Linked DNA regions of Mus musculus: all the other regions are linked to region 2. Evidence: chromatin contacts called from public Hi-C data. All regions are on one chromosome and are shown on one strand. The core of a region is the stretch at or near the end of the contact, and the rest is flanking DNA. Distances in the headings are between cores, read along the strand shown. Region 1 overlaps Slc39a11 (solute carrier family 39 (metal ion transporter), member 11). Region 2 overlaps Slc39a11 (solute carrier family 39 (metal ion transporter), member 11). Region 3 overlaps Slc39a11 (solute carrier family 39 (metal ion transporter), member 11).

The links. Hi-C and Micro-C count contacts between places; a contact is called where the count stands out from the background.
Region 1: a contact with region 2 is called in a Hi-C map of the N1E-115 cell line, with 8 times the contacts expected there. The contact joins two enhancer-like sites. A contact is called at or near these places in 5 of 484 Hi-C or Micro-C datasets (the N1E-115 cell line, cerebellar granule neurons, cerebellum and 2 more), 2 of 115 datasets of contacts at active chromatin or transcription factors (embryonic stem cells and kidney) and 1 of 9 other capture datasets (embryonic stem cells).
Region 3: a Hi-C map of the N1E-115 cell line shows a contact between it and region 2, with 6 times the contacts expected there. The contact joins two enhancer-like sites. A contact is called at or near these places in 12 of 484 Hi-C or Micro-C datasets (the N1E-115 cell line, Th17 cells, cerebral cortex and 7 more) and 3 of 115 datasets of contacts at active chromatin or transcription factors (differentiating embryonic stem cells, embryonic forebrain and embryonic stem cells).

What each region holds. Positions count from the first base shown.
Region 1 is chr11:113,450,083-113,452,996 of GRCm38.p6, forward strand. All of the region lies in intron 5 of Slc39a11 (solute carrier family 39 (metal ion transporter), member 11), which reads right to left. Among named protein-coding and RNA genes, the nearest start is that of Gm51928, 7.2 kb to the right of the region's middle. Within about 2 kb of position 1,364, at least 39 of the 459 cell types and tissues checked have an H3K27ac peak or open chromatin away from gene starts, as enhancers often do. A contact at or near this core is called in the N1E-115 cell line, where this site is marked.
Region 2 is chr11:113,296,291-113,299,277 of GRCm38.p6, forward strand. The region is part of intron 7 of Slc39a11 (solute carrier family 39 (metal ion transporter), member 11); the gene reads right to left. Among named protein-coding and RNA genes, the nearest start is that of Gm51927, 11 kb to the right of the region's middle. Within about 2 kb of position 1,446, at least 36 of the 459 cell types and tissues checked have an H3K27ac peak or open chromatin away from gene starts, as enhancers often do. A contact at or near this core is called in the N1E-115 cell line, where this site is marked.
Region 3 is chr11:113,429,936-113,432,934 of GRCm38.p6, forward strand. The region is part of intron 5 of Slc39a11 (solute carrier family 39 (metal ion transporter), member 11); the gene reads right to left. Among named protein-coding and RNA genes, the nearest start is that of Gm51928, 27 kb to the right of the region's middle. Within about 2 kb of position 1,401, at least 20 of the 459 cell types and tissues checked have an H3K27ac peak or open chromatin away from gene starts, as enhancers often do. A contact at or near this core is called in the N1E-115 cell line, where this site is marked.

The DNA.
Region 1 (2,914 bases), core at 114-2,613, 150 kb after region 2:
GCCCAAGGGCGTCACCCTCACGGTGGGCTGGGCCCTTCAATAGCAATCACTAACCAAGAAAATACCCCCAAAGGATTGCCTACAAGCCAATCTGATGGAGGCATTTCCTCAATTCGGAGTTCCTCTTCCCAGAAGTCAGTAGTTTGCTTCAAGCTGACAGGAACTAACTAGCCAGGATAGCATGCGCATGTGTGCGTGTGTGTGTGTGTGTGTGTGTGTGTGTGTGTGTGTGTGTGTGTAAGGTCAAAGGTAAAAGGAACGTTCCTTCATCTCCTCCCAGTCCCTTCCCTGTCAGCCCCTCCCCTATCCATTCCTCTTCCATTTCTCTTCAGAAAGGGGCCAGACTCAAAGGATTGAGTCCCCGAGGGTCCAGTTTAGTTGATTCTGTGGGGCTTCTTGTGGTGTCCTTGACCCCTATAACTCCTCCTCCCTCTCATGTGCAGGATTCCCCAAGCTCCGCCTAATGTGTGGCTGTGGGTCTCTGCGTCTGTTTCCATCAGCTGCTGGATGAAGCCTCTCTGGTGACTTAGGGCTAAGACACCAGTCTATGAGCACAGCAGAATATCACAAGGAATCATCTCCTTGACTTTTTCCCCATTTGTGTTTGATCCTGCTGTTTGGGCACAGCAGTTTGGTCTAGGCCAGCAGCCTCGTAAAACTGAGAAACAACCATGAGTGCCTGTGGCAGAGAGACAGTAGTGAACCTTCCCTCTAGATCTTTACAACCTGATTCATGAGCCAAGTGTTTTCCTCTGCACAGTGCCAGTGTCTGCCATTCACTCCGCTGAACAATGGGAACAATGGGAACAGAGTGAACAGAAAGATGCCAGAGCTCAGCATGATTAGAGAGAGAGAGAGAGAGAGAGAGAGAGAGAGAGAAGGGCTCGTGCAGTTTGGGTCAGACTTGAACTTGCAAGCATTCTACCAACTGATAGATCCCAAGTCTTGCCATGCCGAATTCTCTTTGTTGTTGTTGTTATTTGGTTTTATGGTTGATTTTCAAGACAGGGTTTCTCTGTGTAGCCTTGGCTGTCCTGGAACTCTGTAGACCAGGCTGGCCTCAAACTCACAAAGATCCACCTGCCTCTGCCTCCTAAGTGCCAGGATTAAAGGTGTGCACCACCCCCCAACTGCCAGGCAGAATTCTTAAAAGACTTCCACCAGCTCTTTTAATCTGTCCCTCACCATGGCACAGAGCATGTCGTACCAAGAGCTGCTTTACCAGCCCTGGACCAAGGGGGCAGAAAGAGGAGCGGGGTGAGGTGGGAGGCTAGAGCCAACCTGTCCGTCTGCTTATTTGAAAGCGAGATAACTCCTCACCATGCCGACGACTGAGCTTTGCCTGTTCCGTTCTTAAGGAGGAGCTGACTCACACTGCCTGTGACAGCAGACAGATGCAGTCAATGCTGGAGCTCATGGCAGAGCAGAACCCAATGAGCACAAAAGCCTGGAGCCCCACACGAGCCCCGGGACTTCTCAACCCTCCCTCCTCCCTGGTAAAGTGGCCATGAGCACATTTTCTCTATGTGAATGCCCTAGAGATGCTGGGTGAATTCCGCCATCTGTGAGTCATCTAACTGAAGTTAATAACAGCGGGGGAAAATCAAAACTACAGTTTTATTTTGAACCAGCCACACTTTGGACAACAGCTGTGTCTAGAGCTTACCTGGTCTCTGTTCTTGGGGCCTACCTGGGAGATAGGAAGATGTCTGAAAGAGACACCTGGGTCTCTCAAGCCATCAGACTATTCTAACAGTGGACCCCAATAACTGGGAATTTCCCCCAGGAACCTCACTCTGGGAAAATGAGAGAGGATGCCAGCCAGGGTGGGAATGTGTCTCCCAGAAAGAGAGTTCACACAGTTCTAAGGACTTGTCTGACAACTTACAGGATGAGACAGAAGCCCAAATACTGATGGGTCAGTGGTAGGCAGGACCACACCGTGACCAGGACTGCTTAGATATGCAGATCCTTGGCCATCTATTTAAACTTTAATGTCACTAGCCACAGGTCCTTGACTCAACAATGCTGCCAATGAGAAGGGGGTGGGGGTTTCTAAGAAGAAAGGGGAGGGAGTCATCCCATACAGAGTCCAAGTGAGAAAGAAGTAAATAGCTACTTTTGAGTGTCTAGACACACCAGAACATTCTTGGAAGACCTTAAAGTCTATTTGATCAACTGGCATGTCCATTCAACCTGAATCTTCTCTACCTTCCCTTTCAACTCAAAACGTCTCAAATACTGAAATTCCCATTTTAAGCTTGAAGCAGTGTTCCTATAAAGGGGAGAGAAACGGAGATGGAAGGGCTCGGACATGCACAGAGGGACCTGCCCGTCCGCCCTTTCCCGTGGTGGGGGCCTGTCTTGGAGTCCTTAGAAACCGTAAGGTTAATTTCTGAGATACACTCTGTAAATACCGAACTGCTAATCAGTTTTAAAAAAACATGGTGCTTAGAAAATAAAATGCATGTCTGGGTCTAACGCATGGCACTGAGGAGTCCCCTGCGGGGGAAAGGCAAGTATTTGTCTGCCTCAATGTGCTGCTGAAATGAGGCGCAGAGAGCTATATGACTTGGCAACGATATTAAAGAAGGGCATGAAAGGCAGGAAGGAAGGAGATACATGGGAAACAGTCTCCTAACCAGACATTCAGAATGGAGCTTTGGTTTAAAAAAAAAAAAAGGTCCTATTCTATTGGTCAAGATGTACAGTCGAAGCTGGCCTTTCTGTAGCCCCCTTCCTTCAGCGTGACAAACCAGCCATTAGGCTTCCTAACAGCAAGCTGGATGGGAAGCCAGGGGACAGCTTGTTATTCCCATCCAGCTTGCTAGTTCTCAGACAGTCGTTTTCAATTACATTGGGTTGTCGCGTTTCCTGTGCCCTGGCCTCCCAAAGCCTTTCATCCACCGGCTGG
Region 2 (2,987 bases), core at 196-2,695:
CTTTTTGAAGCCTTTCTCCCCCATTGCCTCATAGTGAGTCTTGAAGCCAGACTACCACATGGTGGCGCTGTGGGCCGTTCTCCAATGCCAGTGGCCTGGAAGGGAAAACTGTGGGAAGAGGATTGTGGGTGGACCACTCTAGATCTCCCTAGAGGACAGCTACATGGGAGAAAGGCTGGCTCGCTTAGGTGAAACGGAGGACAAGATCTTTGGGTGCAGATAAAGGCCTGCAGCAGGGGAGTCGAGTGAAGGGCTGTGGTGAGGAGAGGGGCCGGCAGGGTAAAAGGCATCGCACTTTTGCCTGCACACCCTCTTGCTAACTCACCAGCTATACCTCAGCCTAGAGAAGGTTTCCAGAGAGGCTAAGACAGAGGGCAGGGGGAGCTCCACAGCAACAACCCGGGGACAGGGAGGGTCTCCCTGGAATGTCCCTAAAAGGCAGGTGAACTTGGTGCCCATAGAGGCAAGCACGCACTCTGTGGATTCTTGCTGGGAGCAGCTATCACAGGCTGCTCCTCAGAAGCTCGGTGAGACAGGAAAACAAAGCCATCGCTACTCCACGAGTGTGTTCTGACCCCCACATCCCATGATTGGTCATATAGCAACGCCTGTGTTTTATAGCTCGAAAGATGTATGTCGTTTATGGTCTCTACTCTTTGATCTGCTATCAGATGCAGACTTGGAACAGGCACAGACTTGGTCTGAAAGTGGTGGTTAACCCAGCAGACATCCTTGATTAAGTGTCTGAACACTGGGCACCAGCAGCCGGCCGGGGCATGCAGCACGAAGTGCAGGGAACCAGGGGAGGCCCGTTTGTGGGTTGTCCGATCTGCAGCCAGCACTGCCCGTTCTGCACAGCCCTGCAGCCGGACACCGGTCGGAGCCATCGGTCCAGGCTATAAACACCCCCTCGCCAAAGCTGGAAACGGGGTGCAAAGCACAACGTCTAAGCATAAGATTGCTTCACTCGCTCTCCCTTCTGGTTCGAGTTATGTGTACCTTGAAGTGAGGGCTGAGAGGTGTGGTCTCCTCTTAATGATACTTCTGAAAAGGAAAACCACTTTAATCATCCGACTCCCCAAGGACATACGGGCTTCGGCATTTCTTTGTGGTTGGAGCCAAAAGAAACCACGGAGGGACCAGATCAGAAAGCAACACTAAGCTAAGACGTGTTTCCCTTGGCCCACAGACTGCTCATGCCTGGCTGACTCTTCCTTACTCAGAGGACAGGTTTTGGGTTTGGTTTTTTTTTTTTTTTTAAGACAGTGTCTCTCTCATGTGTCTTAGGCTAGCTTCAAACTCACTATACAGCTGAGGACAGCACTAAATTCACCTTCTCTCTTCTTAAGTGCTGGGATTTACAGATGCGGCCCACCATGCCTGCTTTACTCCATGCTGGTGATTAATCCCGGGACCCTGTGCATGCTAGACACACAGTCTATCAACTGAGCTGTATCCTTGGCCAATCTTCCCTCCCCCCTTTTGAGACCTAATTTGGCGAGGTACCTAGCTCATCTGATAATTTACATGTGATGTGACCCACCTGATCTTGAACTTATATAAATCCTCCTACCTCAGTTTCCCAAAGGATGGGATTATAGGTCTATGCCACCACATGCCCCCTGGGCGCTGATTTTTGATCCCTGCCACTGATCCAGTAGGACACTGAGGTGCAGTAGCAGCCTGTAGACACCTGGTGGCAGTAGTGACACACCAGTTCTAGGCTGGCTGCTTTCTGCCTATGTCTCTTGTCTTAACTGAACTGCTGAGAGGAATGAGAGTGCCTTTTTGATAATATTTACCTCTCTCTTCTCTGTTGGTGGTGGTGGTTAACATTGCTGGAGAGAGGTGAGACTCCCTCCCTCTGAGATGCATTGCAAATAGTACCCATGAGGTCACGGAGAGACAGTGAGGGCTCAGCAGTGAACTTGGGTAAAAGCTATGGGCTGTGTCCACTATGTCTAAGTCCATGAACTTTATGTAAAAAGTCAGAGAGTATTTTCAGCCTTTAGAAGTCTACGTCAACTCTTCACTCAGTCATTGTAGCCAAGGAGCCAGAGACAGCATGTGAAAAGATTGGCGAACGTGTGTCTCAAGAAAACCTCCATTTATAGAAATTAGTGCAGGGCCAGACTTGGTTAGCTGTGTCTATATTCACATTCCCCCGGACTATAGCGAGCGCACTGGAAGCCAGAATCAAGTAAAAGCTGGATTGAGGGACGTGAGGTGGCTCAGTAGGTGCTTGAGGTCAAGCCCGGTAACCCGAAATTGACCCCAGGACTCCTGCACCCCCAGCACCCCACCCACACACACATAACAAATCTATCTTCAGTGGCATCTGGCATCTGGATCCGCAACACATCTGGATCCGCAACACAGAACTCTGTGGAACATCAGTTGCTTCCTGGAGTGGGTGGCTGGGAACTGCCAGCATCCTCAGAGAGGGGCAGACCTTTTGCAATCTCTGTTGTAGGGTAGCTGTCTGCCTGTGCGGAATAGTCTCTCTCTCTCTCTCTCTCACACACACACACACACACACACACACACACACACACACACACACACACTCATAGCAGCTCCTCCCTCTTTCTTCCATCACTGTCACGTGAATCACCTGTGGCTCCCTGCCACCTGATCTTCAACTGTTCTCCTAAACTAAGAACACTCGTGGTCTGCATTCATCTCTCTGAGATTTCCTTTTTCTTCTCTCCAGCAGGGCTCCGTCCTTTCCTCCTCTCCTCAGGGTTACTGAAGTTCGTACTCGAGGTCAGCAAACACTTTGCTCTGTGGTGGAATCCGTCCCACGGCTCCAGCGTCCCCTTCCCACCTTCCCAAGCCATCCCAGTTTAGCCAGGTGGCTTTGTCCAGCACCTCTGGAGCCCTGTCCTGAGTCTGCACCAGGCTGGGTGGAGACAGGCCACTGTGTGGAGGATGTGCTTTCTCTTCAACCTGCCTCCCAGGAACCCTTTCAGCTTCCCTCCTGAGCA
Region 3 (2,999 bases), core at 151-2,650, 130 kb after region 2:
GCATCCTGGTGGGCAGCAGATGCATGCATGGCCCAGTGTGAAATCCTACCAGAGGCAGGGACTGCAGGGAGAAGCAGAGGCTGCCAGACAACAGGACCAGGTGTGTGCTGACTGTGTCTTTAGGTAGAAGTCTAGACCAGGGACACAGATGAGGGATCAGAAAAGCTGGCACAGGGAGGTGGCCCTGGCTCATACGTAGATATCTGGTGATGATGCAGCTACCATCTTCCCCAGGAGCCTGCAGGTTCAAGGCTGGTGGATCTTTGCCCATGGATATATTACATGCAGAAGGGTCAAAACCTGACACCATGTAGGCTGGGGCTGGGGCAGACTGAACAGTGTCCTCTCCAAACTGATATGACCTGGAACTATAGAACATGACCTTTTGGGGAACTAGAATCCTCACTGACGTCATTAAGATGAGATCATGTTAGGGTGAGCCTCAAAGCAAATATGGAGACAACACAGAGAAAAAAAAAAACAGAAGTGTGGGAGCTACAGGTTAGAGAGATGGGAGAGACTAGAATCTAGGAGGAGGCATCAGAAGGAACACATCCCCACTCACACTGGATATCTCTGCTGAGAAGGTAGATGGATGTGGTTTAAAGTCATCCAAATGTATAGTGGTTTGTTACAACAACGCAACGATAAGAAAGCATCAGGGCTGGGAGATCATCAGGGCTGGGAGAGACCAATAAGAGAGTGATTTGTACACGGGGCAAGCAGTCCATACCCACGAGTGGAGAATGAGAACAGATGTTCAAACCAGAGAACTCTGAGAACCAGGAAGTGAAGCGAGTGAGGGCAGCTGGCAGAAGGGCCCGGATTAGTCTAAAAGCCACTACCTTCTGCCAGATCTCTTCCTGCTAATCACCCCCAATCTCCTAGGACATTACAGAGTGGGCCCTGCCCTGTAAATACACAGTGGAACCTAGAACTTATTTGGGGTTTTTCTCTGTCATGGTCAATAATCATCAACTGTGGTCCGGAAAGCGAAAATGTCATTTAGACATTGAGACATTCACTACAGCAAAGTGATCAGGAAAACCTGGCGGCGGCCGCATGTGCCTGTTGACAGTGGCATGTGTCCGACATCCCAGCTACTTGGGAAGCCAAGAAGAGAAAAGCTGACGGAACCCAAGCGCTCAGGGCTAACCTGTGTTACACAGTGAGACAACATCCCAGAACTCAAAAATAAATAAATAAGACAAGTAGGTAAAAATTTTACATGTGCACAGGAAAAGACCGGAGGAGAAGCTTGAGCAGAAAATCAAGCCTGGCTTTCTGGACGGATGTCCAAGAAGGCCCCGCCTGATGCCCCGCCTCCCAGCCTCTTTCTGGATGGATGTCAAAGAAGGCCCCTCCCTATGCCCCGCCTCTTTGAACCAGATTCCCATCTGCAATAGTTCAGTGAAGGCAGCTGTGGCCTCCAGAAGCCTGAGCCAGCGCCACAACACAAAAGGGCAGTGGAGTCTCAGAAACAACAGACAGGAGATCTCCCAGAGCCTGGGTGCTCTGCTCTGTTTATCTTCAAGCCCCCACCCCTTTACCCACACCCCCATTAAATTTCACAAGGGAAAGGGCGGGTGAGAGATGGTAATGGACAGAAACAATGAGAATTTTTCAAAGTAATTGGGCCTGACGGGTCTTTTCAATTGTCTAGAAAGATCTGTCTGCCTAGAAGATAAAAGAGGAGAAAAAAAAATCACAAGTTTCAAACAAGCCCACAGTGTCTCTGGCCCTGAAGCTATGTGTCCTCTCCCCTCAGCTCCTGATGCATACATAATGGCGGTACCAGAAACTGTTCTGCCAACTTTTGATGCCATGTGTTCAGAGTCTGGCCTTCCACAGAGTAAAAGCCAACTGGACTGCCCTGGACATCATACCCTGAGATGGGCAAGACATAGGGCGGGTCTCACTGGGGGATGGGTTTCACAAACCATTAATCCTTTGTAGCAGTTGTATCTAGGGACGAAGGGGATGACGGGAGAAGTGATGGAGATGGATGCATGAACCAGATGTCAGAGTGAGGAGCTGAGCTGGTTCAGTTTTGTCAGCTTAACACAAAGCAGCTGGAAGGAGGGACCCTCAGCTGAGGAACAGCCTCCATCAGGCTGGCCTGTAGCCATGACTGTAGAGGGCACTTTCGATAAATGGTTGATTAATGATTGATGTGGGAGAGCCAAGTCCACTGTGGGCGGTACTGCCCCTAGGCAGGTGGGCCTGGGCTATATAAGGAGGCAGGCAGAGCAAGCCAGGAAAGCACTGTTCCTGCATGGCTTCTACTTCAGTTCCTGCTTCCAGGGTCCTGCTTGAGTTCCTGCTCTGATTTCCTTCAATGATGAACTGTGATGTGGAAGTGCAAGCTGAGATAAACCGCCTACCCCACCAACCTGCTTTTGGTCATGGTGTTTATTACAGCAGCAGAACGTTAACCAAGACGGGACTTGGCATGCTGTGTTTCCTTCCTGTGGGCCCGTTGATCTAATGGGCTTGGCATCTTTGAAGGACATTATCCATTCCTAAGGTTTAAGGAGTTTTCTGACAATACATGGACCAGACAGTGGGAAAGAAGAGTGAGTGTAGCTGTGTAGCTGAGCCTAACCCACTTCTGGTGAACACATTACTCATGTAAGTGAAGGAGTGTGGGTATCAATGGCTGTGTGGGCCTTCCATCTATCTTTTGATCACGTTGGGGGCCCTTAGAAGAAAAGGGCGTTAGGGGCTTATGGGAACCATGCTTTAGGGAGTGCGATGACTCAGTAGAATCTTGTGTCAGGATGAATAATACCCACTCTGGCCGTTTATATCTTAAACCCTAAAAAACTATGACTGTGCCTTTTATGGCCAAGACGCTTGCAAATGTGACTGAGCTAAGGTTCTAAGTCCATGAGGACTGCCCTGGGTTGTAGCTGAGGGGTAAGGGTTATATAATCATAATGGCCCCTAAGAGTGGGAACCAGGAGGATAGTCAGAGCCGACCGTGTAATGATAGAAGC